Regions from separate parts of the Mus musculus genome. Here region 2 is linked to region 1. The links are chromatin contacts, called in public Hi-C maps. All regions are on one chromosome and are shown on one strand. Each heading gives the region's core, a stretch centred on a gene start, on an enhancer-like site or on the middle of the called end of the contact. The rest is flanking DNA. Distances are from core to core; before and after follow the strand shown.

What was found. A called contact is a pair of places that touch in the nucleus more often than the background predicts.
Region 2: a contact with region 1 is called in a Hi-C map of the HPC-7 cell line, with 1.8 times the contacts expected there. The contact joins two enhancer-like sites. A contact is called at or near these places in 2 of 484 Hi-C or Micro-C datasets (the HPC-7 cell line and nephron progenitors) and 1 of 115 datasets of contacts at active chromatin or transcription factors (kidney).

Annotation. Positions count from the first base shown.
Region 1 is chr7:74,421,730-74,426,933 of GRCm38.p6, forward strand. The region is part of intron 2 of Slco3a1 (solute carrier organic anion transporter family, member 3a1); the gene reads right to left. Among named protein-coding and RNA genes, the nearest start is that of Slco3a1, 130 kb to the right of the region's middle. Within about 2 kb of position 2,937, at least 32 of the 459 cell types and tissues checked have an H3K27ac peak or open chromatin away from gene starts, as enhancers often do. A contact at or near this core is called in the HPC-7 cell line, where this site is marked.
Region 2 is chr7:74,926,074-74,931,277 of GRCm38.p6, forward strand. No RefSeq gene overlaps it. Among named protein-coding and RNA genes, the nearest start is that of 0610006L08Rik, 75 kb to the left of the region's middle. Within about 2 kb of position 2,343, at least 30 of the 459 cell types and tissues checked have an H3K27ac peak or open chromatin away from gene starts, as enhancers often do. A contact at or near this core is called in the HPC-7 cell line, where this site is marked.

The sequences.
Region 1 (5,204 bases), core at 1,687-4,186:
GGATGAGAGGGCGGCACTCATTTAGACTACTCAGATTCACATACCTCTTGCCTTCCACTTAAATCCAAGCCTCAGGCCAGGACCCCGAAAATAGATCAGGGACTGGGGTTCTTTAAGCCTCCCCTCAAGGTGGCTTCAGTGAGTGACTTTCCTTTTTCTGCTTTTCACTGTCAGTTTCTCTTTAACTGGCTTCCAGAGGATTGGTGGCAGATCCTAGTTCCTTAGGGCTGCCAGGGTCCAGGCTCTGACTGTAACAATTCTAGTAACTGTCTGACTTCAGGAAATGCAAATTCTTACTCCCATAGATGCCTGCACTTCTGCGTGCACGGAAGAGATGCAGTGAGCAATGCCACGCGTGTGGAGCTGAAGCTTCAGCCACCAGCTCACACCCACCAAGGTATGGAGTGAAAGCATCCTCGCTGGCTGCACGCACCTGCCTTGTTAATGACGCACATGGTCCTCATTAAGATACACGGTTCACAGTGGCAGCTCAGTTCAGTTAGAGAGCTCTAAATATAGCCTCCTGGGAAGAGGGGGAGGAGGGCCAACTCCACTGGTGGCTTGTTCTAGGTCTAGCGTCAATGAACGAGGCGACAGCAGTATCCCCCCATGCCACAGTCATGTCACTATCAGTCCCCAGGCTCATCGGGCAGGCACCGTGGTAAAGTGATCTCTTTGAGAGCTTGCTGAGATCTTCCCACTGCGTCCATGCAGTCAAACAGAGCCCACAGGTGACCTAGAATGCCCCTCTCCTGGAGGCCTGAGACACAGCGGTCCTCTTTCTGTTTCATGTCTCCTGACTTACCTGACTTAAGGAGAGTGAATTAACCTGAGCTGGGAACTTTAGAACTGACCATTCTTGCAGAAGGGAAGTATCCAGACATGTGATGGCCACCTGCAGCTGCTGCTGACTCTAAGAGCAAGCCCTGCGAGGCATGTGCATGGGCCAGGCTGGGGACAGGATAAGGAGGCACTGAGTTCTGGAAGTTACCAGGCTGAGGTAGCACAAGTTGAGGTAGATATAACCCAGATCACAGCTGTAAGTCACCACCAGGGTCCCCACTGTGCCACTAAGATGCTATATAGACAGTAGAGAAGAAGTGATGGCAGCAGCCCCTCACCTGGGACCTCCAGGTGACTTAGTCAAGGACACAAAGGTACTTACTGGAAAAGCTGTTAAAATCTAATAAGTCCCTGGCTTCCATCCAGGACTCCTCCTTTTGGCTTTCATGCATATCTTCTTCAGTCTGTCCCTCTCTGTCCCCTGGCACTACCGAAGCCACAACCCATGCCACCATCTCCAGTTAATGTTTCTTTTGTTTGCAATCTCAATCCCCCCCCGCATCTCCAATCTGGCTTTCTACATGTGCTGTCTTTTGCTTCCCCCTTGGATGCCCTCCCTGTCTCTACATAGCTCATTATTGAAAGTCTGTGTGCATTCTCCCATCTGTCTTTGGGGTGTCCCTGCATCAAGAGGAAAGTCATACACTGAGGATTTGTTTCCCCCTCTTCTCAAGTATCCCTGAGACAATCCATACACCTCATACTGGCATTTCTCTTCCCAGCACTCAAATACATGGCTATTTAGTACAAAGGCCCCTTTCCCATATCCTGGACACAAAGTTGCCACTTCCGCTTTCTTCTGCTAGCCTTGAATTTGAGAAGGGGAATGTAACAGACACCCAAAGGACAAACAGCTCCCTTATCTTCCAAAGCAAGCTTCATGCCACATTTCTTTTCTTGGACAGCCAGTTCCACATACCTCAGAATAGTACACTATGGCCCCAGCACAGAGATGTTGAAACTCACCCAATGCCCACTCCACTCCACTCTTCTGCTACAGAGATAACTACCACTGCCCAAGTCTTCCATCTGCCATACCTGCTTAGACAATGGAACCACATTAGAATGCACCAGACTCGGGGAAGACTACAAACAGGACACTGGAACTTACCACCACCCCTCCCCCCGTGAGGGAGGGGTCAGTCCTCATAGCCAGATTGGCTTTCTTTACATTAGTTCTGGGCCTGGTCCTCCAGTCCTCCATCTTTCTCTTATTCTTCCATTCACCAATTAACTGAATTCCCAGAATGCCTGGGGTCTGAAAACCCCCAGCCTTATTCCCTCATGAAGTAGCACAGTGTCCTGAAAGCTCCCATTTTCCTTTCTGCCTCCCCGACACAACCTGGCACAGGAGGAACTCAGCAATTTGAATGAATGTGGTTTCTGGAGGGGAAGTATCATAGTGAGCACACACTGGAGAGGACAAGGTAGGTTTTCTGTGGCAGAAGGCAGGGGGTAGGTCTGCACTCTCTCATGGCTCTCGAGCCCCGAGGCCCCTTTCTTAGCTATTGGCACACTGCTGCTACCAGGCCTGGCTGATTTCCCATGTTTACAGAGCCCAGGGCAAGCATAGTTCAGTGCTCATAATAGCAATAAATTATGACTGTAATTTAAAGTACAGGCTTGAAAAGAAACCCTAATCGCAGACCATTCTTGATCTCACAGCCCTCCCCGGAGGGCTGGGTTTCCTTCCAGCACTTGCTTTATTCTACCTTTGCTTCAAGTCCCTGCCCAGGTATTTGGCTTCGACTCCTATGATATTAAAAAGAGGCAGCAGGTGGTCAGTTGCCCCGAGCAGCTCAGTGAACTGTGCAGACCTAGGGGAATAGCCTGGCCTGGCTTCTCATTTTCCTTGGAGGAGGGTGAACAAAAAAATGTACTTTTTTTTTTTTTCATGTATTTCTCCTCTGCCATGGTTTAGACAAATGAGCTTATGCAGAAGTTTCAGGCTGAAACAGCGACAGTGGGGCCTCTCAGACTCGCTCCCTAGAAGCAAGGTTGTGCTGCACTAGTTACCAAGAGGATGAAGAGGGGAAGTGGGCAGGCAAGGGAATTAGTGTAGCTTGAATCTGAAACATCCCCACTAACTCCAGTTTGAGTGCATGGTGGCCAGTTGGTGGAGCTATTCTGCTAGACTGTGGAACTTTAGGAGGCAGGGCCTACTTGGAGATGCGGTTCTACCAGGCCCTTGGCTCCTACTAATCTCTCAGTCTCCTGGTCTACCAGGCTCTGAAGAGTCTCTGCACACCTGCATGTACTGAGATGTGGTTCCCTGGTTTCTGGCTGATATGGGCTGAAACTCTCTGAAACACTGGGCCAGAATAAGTCTCTCTTCTCTGAAGTTGTTTCTTCAGTCAGGTATGGTGGTCATAGCAGCGCAAGAATAACTAATACAGGGGATTCATCTGTTTTTGCCAAATGTGTACTACGAATGTTCAACCTTGTATATACAATACCTCCCTGAATCCCTGCAACTTCCCTGTAACCTGTTTAAGAGAACACTGTCCCATTGTCATTTGAGTAACTGAGAAATTAATATCTGGAGAGACTCCGTGTCTTGTCCAATGCTACAGAGTTATGTGCGGCAGATGCATGATGCAGGCATAAGCTTTGTCCCAACAGTGCTACTTGCATAAGCCCCTCTACATGTCCTTCAGACTGCATAACTTTAGGAAAGGTCTCCCTCCTAGCGGGGTTTCAACAAAGTGAAACTTTTTGACTGTGACTGACTTTTTTCTATATAATTGAAAAAAAAAGGATCATTTATAATAATCTTAATAATGTCCATCCTAGGCAGAGGAGTGTAACCCAGCACAGGGCTTAGCTGGACATGCCTCTGTCATGAACAGTTCCCTATGAAATGATCCCATCATCAAATCAGAATACAGAGACACAGCACAGCATTTGGCTTCCCATCACATCAGGGTCTCTGTCCTCAAAGGCCACAAGGTCTGAGGCCCGGTCACTACAACAGTTAACTCAGTGACTGGCCCAAAGTACAAGGCCATGTTCAGTGTAGAACTATGAGAGAAAAAGGAACACATTTTTCAACAGGAGTTTTTGCCACTTGACTCAGTACCATCTACAGGATCTATGAGCTTGCACATTACTATGTGTGAAATGGGAATGCCAACACCAGCCGCTCAGAACATGGATACATTCAAGGAATCAAAGTGTAAAATTCATTCCCATCTATGTTAAGAACAGCCGTGCCTTGCCCCATTGCAGTGGTTACTCTATCATCTGGCTTCAAAGTCTGCAATATAATGTCTCATCCACCTATCCACAACCTCCCTTTCTTCCTCCAGTCAAGCTAAGGCTTAAATTCCTCTTTCTCATGAAGCCACATTCCCAGGTCTTCCAGGTCACTATTTCTTGGAGGATCAGGGGAGCTAGGGTCTCCAGTGGAAGGTTTATAGCAGCTTTGAAGGATAAACTGCAACTGCACTTGAACTTTTACACTGGATAGGTGATACTTTCTTCCTCATAAACTACAGAAAAGTTGTTTGGCCACTTCTCTGTAACAAGTTAGCACTCTCTCTAGCACCCTGTGAGTATACTGAGACTGGAATGCAACCTTCAAGTACCCCCTAAGCCTGAGAGAAGCAGTCAAAGAACAGAAAGAATACTAGCTAGATAAGGCATTTCACTGCATCAACATGCTCTCCATGGGTAACCAATTCTGGTACCACTGTTCAGAGCTCATGCCTACTCTACGTATAGATTTTGTTAGTGTTTTATATCAAGTCACAGCCAGAATGACACAGACAGTCCTTTGGTTTTAAAGTGATAATATTCCCAGACTAGAACATCAGGGACAGGAAATAATCTTAGAGATCTACACTTCCTCTGCGCATGCTTCATTGCAAGGACACCAATAGGCAAAAAGTGCAAACCCTGTTCTTTTCTGGTACCCAAACTGATATCTTTGGGTAAGATACCTAGTTAAGGTAGAACTGTTCCAATCTCAAAGGTGTGAACCCAAAAGGAAGGCACAGCAATCATGTGTGCGAGGCAGTAAGAACAAACACTGGTCCTTGGTACACAGCGTACCTGCCATAAATGACACTTGCTAATAAAGGACACCTATCTTGAGCAATGAGGTGTTACTGGCATTCCTGGCCCACTTATTCAGGGATTTGTCTTCTGCCTTTCTCCTCTTCCTTCAGTCTCTGTACTGTCTCCCTCCACTCCATCCCAAGGTTACAATCCATACCCAAATCATGATGAGTCCTTGAACCTTACCTCAGTTCTGACAGGCTTCCCCTTTGAACTTGGGGAACGCTGGAAGGCTAAGCTGTTCTAGGTTACACTAACTGAGACATTTCATGACATTCCCAGATGTTGCTTGTAACAGATCC
Region 2 (5,204 bases), core at 1,093-3,592, 500 kb after region 1:
ATTTGAAAATAAATTAAAAAGAAATGTTTATAGTTATTAATAATTTGAATCTTGGCATTTTTTCAGAACTAAAATGAGAAACACAGAATAAGTAAATGAAATATTTATATTTATGAATAAAAAAATACTAAAAATAGAACATAGCCCAGCACAATAATAAGTCAGCCAAAATCCCAGCATGAGTGGAATAAGGGCTTCACAGAGCCCCACTCCTATTTAAGGAGTCACTGGCATTAATGATTGCTGGTGGAGGAAGTTTCAAGTTTCTTCAGGGATGTGGCCCCTGAAAAGTCTATTCATGGGTCAATAGATTGTTTTATACCCATGTACATCACTAATTGTACTCTCTAGCTTACATATAAACAAGAACACAGGAAGTTTGTACAAAAAGTAGTACAGAGAAAGAAGAAGCCCTAGCACCGAAGAAATAGGAGTGGATTTATTGAGAATGCATTCTGTGCTTGTATAAAAGTCTAAAACCATTAAATAAAGGAAAACAAAAACCAAAAAAGGGAAGAAGGAAAGGAGAGAGGGAGGGAGGGAGGGAGGGGGAAGGGAGGGAGGGAGGGAGGGAAGGAAGGAAGGAAGGAAGGAAGGAAGGAAGGAAGGAAGGAAGGAAGGAAGGAAGGAAGGAAGGAAGGAAACCCTGCAGGTCCTTGTAGGATATTTTTCCCATTTTATCTCCATACTTTCTCCTCTACTTACCCAGAGATCTGTACTTTCAAACTACAGAGATCCCAGCGGAAGACTTTCTGTTGGCAGCTGAGATTTTAAAACCCAATAAAAAAGATAAACTGCAATGACAAGTAATAGAAGCTAAGCAGCTGTACAAACTAAAGCACACATTCATAAGAAGCTTGCAGGCAGCCCAGCCATGAATACATCCACAGAGCAACCACAGAAGCAAGGAAACACCGCCAGCATTCCTTCCTCCTACCAGGGAATGTGAGAAGTGATATAAGGAACAATCATGAAGACACTCAGTGCTTCTTTGCTTTTCACATTCCTTCCCATCTTTGTCCCTTTATCCAAAGGCTCCAGTATCCCTCACTCCTCTCATAGCATGCTCTTGTCTTGTGCTCATGCAAGTCTCTTTAGGCTGTCCCTATTCTTCATTGTTATTATTGTTTTCCAAAGGACAATCTGTGTTTAGTCCCCAAAAACTCTCACCTGAGTGTTGATAGGGTGGGGGCGGGGGAGCTGCAAGGCTTAGCATCATTCTTGGAACAAGCAAAGGAATCCAGGGCTGTGGTTCAAACATTCTCCCTGCAGTGTAGAAGAGACGTAAAGATGAAGTATATTTTTCATCCAAAAGCACTTTTTTTTTAGCCCCAACCACCTGTGTGGAGTTGTTTCAGACTGTCTCAATTTCCATAGCAAAAGGAAAAATAATTCAGGCCACACCTCTTTTGAAAATATTTTTAAATGATGCATCTCCCAAGGAAGTGAGAACCTGGTTGGAATCTAAAAACCAAGAATGAATGTGAGAACTGCTGAATGCAGGCAGTTAGGGTATCTGGGGTCTAAGAGAGGGAACTCAATAAGGAAAAAAAAAAAAAAAAGAGCCTTGACATCAGAGAAACTGGTTCAAGTCTTGAACTCAGAATTTAACAACTGAGGGACCACAGGCATCTTCTTTCACAGTTCTGCACCTTTGTGTTTACCTGAGAAGACGATAAAACTAATCTAACATTGATAAAGACAAAAATAGAGAGTGTTTGCTAAGAGTGTAATACAAAGTATCCCTTAAAAAGTAAGAACTACTAGTCATCACAGTGATCTTTCAATACTACTTACCAGACCCCAATCCCAGATCTGTTTACTTGTAGAAGCCAGGTTCTGCACTGACTTAGCTTTTACAGAGTTTTATATGTATACGCAACACCCTCAACATGCACTTAAAATTCTGTAATTTTTTTCTGTTTATTTGCATCATAACATAGATAGATAATCTATAATATATTCATGGCATTCTTGATGAGCCCTTGAATTCTTTAAAAAGTTTCAAGTTTTCTTCTGATAGAATATTATATATGAAGTAATTTTTTGTGTGCAAACACATAAATACAAAGAAGGGGAAAGGTGGGGAAAACCATTGCCAGACTTGCATCCATAGACTCAACCAACTATGCATAAAAAATAGAAAATATTCTAACACACCTGTATATCTATATTATATACACATATTATGCAGGAAATAGCACAGGTTATTAAAAAAATCTGTCAGTTTTCATATTCTAATTGCCGGGATCCTACAACGAATCTCTCATAGACAAAAAGTGACAACTGTCCACACAGACATACACGTGTGGATTTTCTTACCCTTACTTGCAAAATTATTTTAAGTGACTTCCAGTGAGTTCTCTAATAGTGTCAACAAAACAGGCACCCATGACTTTGAGCATTCTGAGAGTAGATTAAAGGTTTTCAAATACATTTTCTAATTTATCAAGTCATGGAGAAATAATAAACTATACTTCAGGCAGCCTGGGGTAGCCTTATGAAATTGTTATGATTTGTGCCTAAGAGAGAGTACAAATTCCATGGTAATCTTCACCGAATTTTAATAAGAGTGAAAGGAAGACTTAGTTAAAGTGTTCTTTGTGGCTTTTCCTTTTTTCCCTTCTAACCACAGCTATCTGCAAGCACTTCCCCTGGTGTCTTATCTCTATTGTGCAGATGCAGTGGAATCTTTATCATGTGTGGCAAGAACTGAGGCAAAGAGACACATAAAAATAATGACAGTGGCCTCGTTCTTAAAAACACAACACATTCTGCTCCTCTTTCAGGCATCAAACCCCAGATGGAGTTCTCTGTGCTTTAATGCAAAATACGAGTGTGTGTGTGTGTGTGTGTGTGTGTGTGTGTGTGTGTGTGTGTGTGTGTGTGAAGGCTCCCTCTTAATCAGTTTTAAGAATCCCAGTCATTCCACTGTAAACTGCCGTCCTTTTTTCTAGAGTATACATTTTGCCAAATAGCAGAGGAGGTGGAGGTGGAAGTAGGCATATAAAATAGCGTAGTTTTTGTTTTATTTTATTTTGTTGGATGATCAAGGTTTTAAGAGCGTGTGATTGCTCTCTCTACCTACTTCCCAACTTGCAGCAACCAACAGAAAAGCTGTTCATCCTGAATGCTTAATTATGAGAAACATGACACACAAAAAGAGAGAGAGAAATAATGCAGCCTGTGAAGGAATGTTCAGTGCGCAATTTTAAACCATGATTGTGGAGAGGGATGTGTATTGTCATGGAAATAGAGCCATGACACATTAAGTGGTGAGGAAAAACCGCCAGTGCAAAGCTGTCTGCCCGGTTCAGTATGAGTCTGTTTAAATACAAATCAACAGACACTAGATGAAAGCTTACTGTGATGGGTTATTTTTATTTTCTAATGTGCCTATTCTGTGCTCACTACAATAAATGGACGTTGCTTTTATAATTACAAAGTGTCTTTAAAACATAGGCTGTGGCTCTGGTTTTGGAGAGATAAATTAAACACACTCCACAACATGTTTCCTATTGAATGCATCGATAACCGTCACATAGAATTCGTAGAACAGATGTTGAAGTCCTGCTGACCCAGTGGTTACTCTCTCTCTCTCCTCCCCTCAGCATCATCCATCCTGAATGAAGGCAGCCTGGATGCTAAAGTGTGCACTAAGTGTACACAAGCGTATACAAGCATCAAGAGAAACTGTCCACTCCTTCTCTCTTACAAGCACTCCCCTCATGCACTTGTGACCCTGACAACAGCACAGTGGCATCAGAGAGGCATGGGAAACTCTTCTGTCCACTCAACAGAACTATACTTCCAAGGCTTTTCGGTGAGTGCCTATCACTGAATCCCTTCAACAGCTTATTTATTCTGCTGCAATTTGGTTCTGAGAGTGTCCAGAGTTGTGGGAAATTTTACAGATTAACTGAGAAACTAAATATCCAGACGTCTGACCAGAGAACCAAAGAAGGGATCCTAGATTTTAGTGAAGGATAGAGAGGGGAGAGACCAAAAAAATCACACTAAAGACTATGTGAACCCTTTGCTGCCTCTGGAACATGTTCAAATCTTGCCCTGATATGTATAAAGCAAGCAGTGAGAACTTAGCTTCAGGTTGGCAGGCTACCCCATGAGACAACCTATATAGTAATAAAAACAGAATTGTGTTGAAACTAGAACTCAGAGAATGAGACAGGCCAGAATTTGTAGCACAAACTTCATCTAGTGTTGCTTCCCAAAACAACAACCAGAACTACAAATTCAAAATTCTTGTTAGAGTTTAAATAAGAACCAGGGCTTTTCGTATTGTATTAGACTGCCAAGTTTATAATCTAAAATTAATTATCACACAAGTGGGGGAAATACACCCACCCTGCAAAACACACACACACACACACACACACACACACACACACACACAAAAGATCTGCTGTTCCAAAATTTGGTTTTCATCCTGGGGCAGCAAGCACTTTAACCACTGAGCCATCTTCCATCCTGTAAGGAGGGTCTTTAGATCAGACCAGCTGATAAGGATTCCCTATACACAAAAAGTACTGCAAAGCACATAAGTAGATACCCCTAAATTCAAAAGATTGCATTCCCAGATCATCTACACCTTAGCTGGGCTTCAAAAGAACCCTTGCTCATTGTGTCAGCTGATAAGAAGCAGAAGAGTGGGCTGAAGTGTCCTGCAAATGCTACAAGCCCCATAACACATTTGAATACATTATTAGGGGTTCTGTCAGGGTCTAGGAAGAGGTGTGCACCATTGAAGGGCTCTGGAGGCTTAACTTTTGAGATAAATACTTGTCTCATTAAAACACAACCTGGGGGTTCAGCCATAGTTAAGAAACAAGAGACAGAGATTGTGACAATTAAATTCCAATTTAGGATAATTGTTTCTTTCATGTGGGTTTAGAAGGCAGATTTTCTTCTTATTTACACATTAGCCATTCATGGAGATTTTGTTAAAGGGATCATACAAACAGCCATGACTCTTGCTTTAAGTTGAGTCATTTAAGATAATCCTCACATTGCTAGTTAGTGTTCTGTGGTAAGAGTCCCAGGAAAAGAGAAAAAGAGAGTGTTCAGGGGGCTCAGGAGATGGCCAGTTCTTAAACTGTGTATGCATAAACACCTGAGTTAAACTTTCTAGCACTCACATAAAACTCGGGAGTGTCCTGGACATGGTGGCGTAGACCTTTAATCTG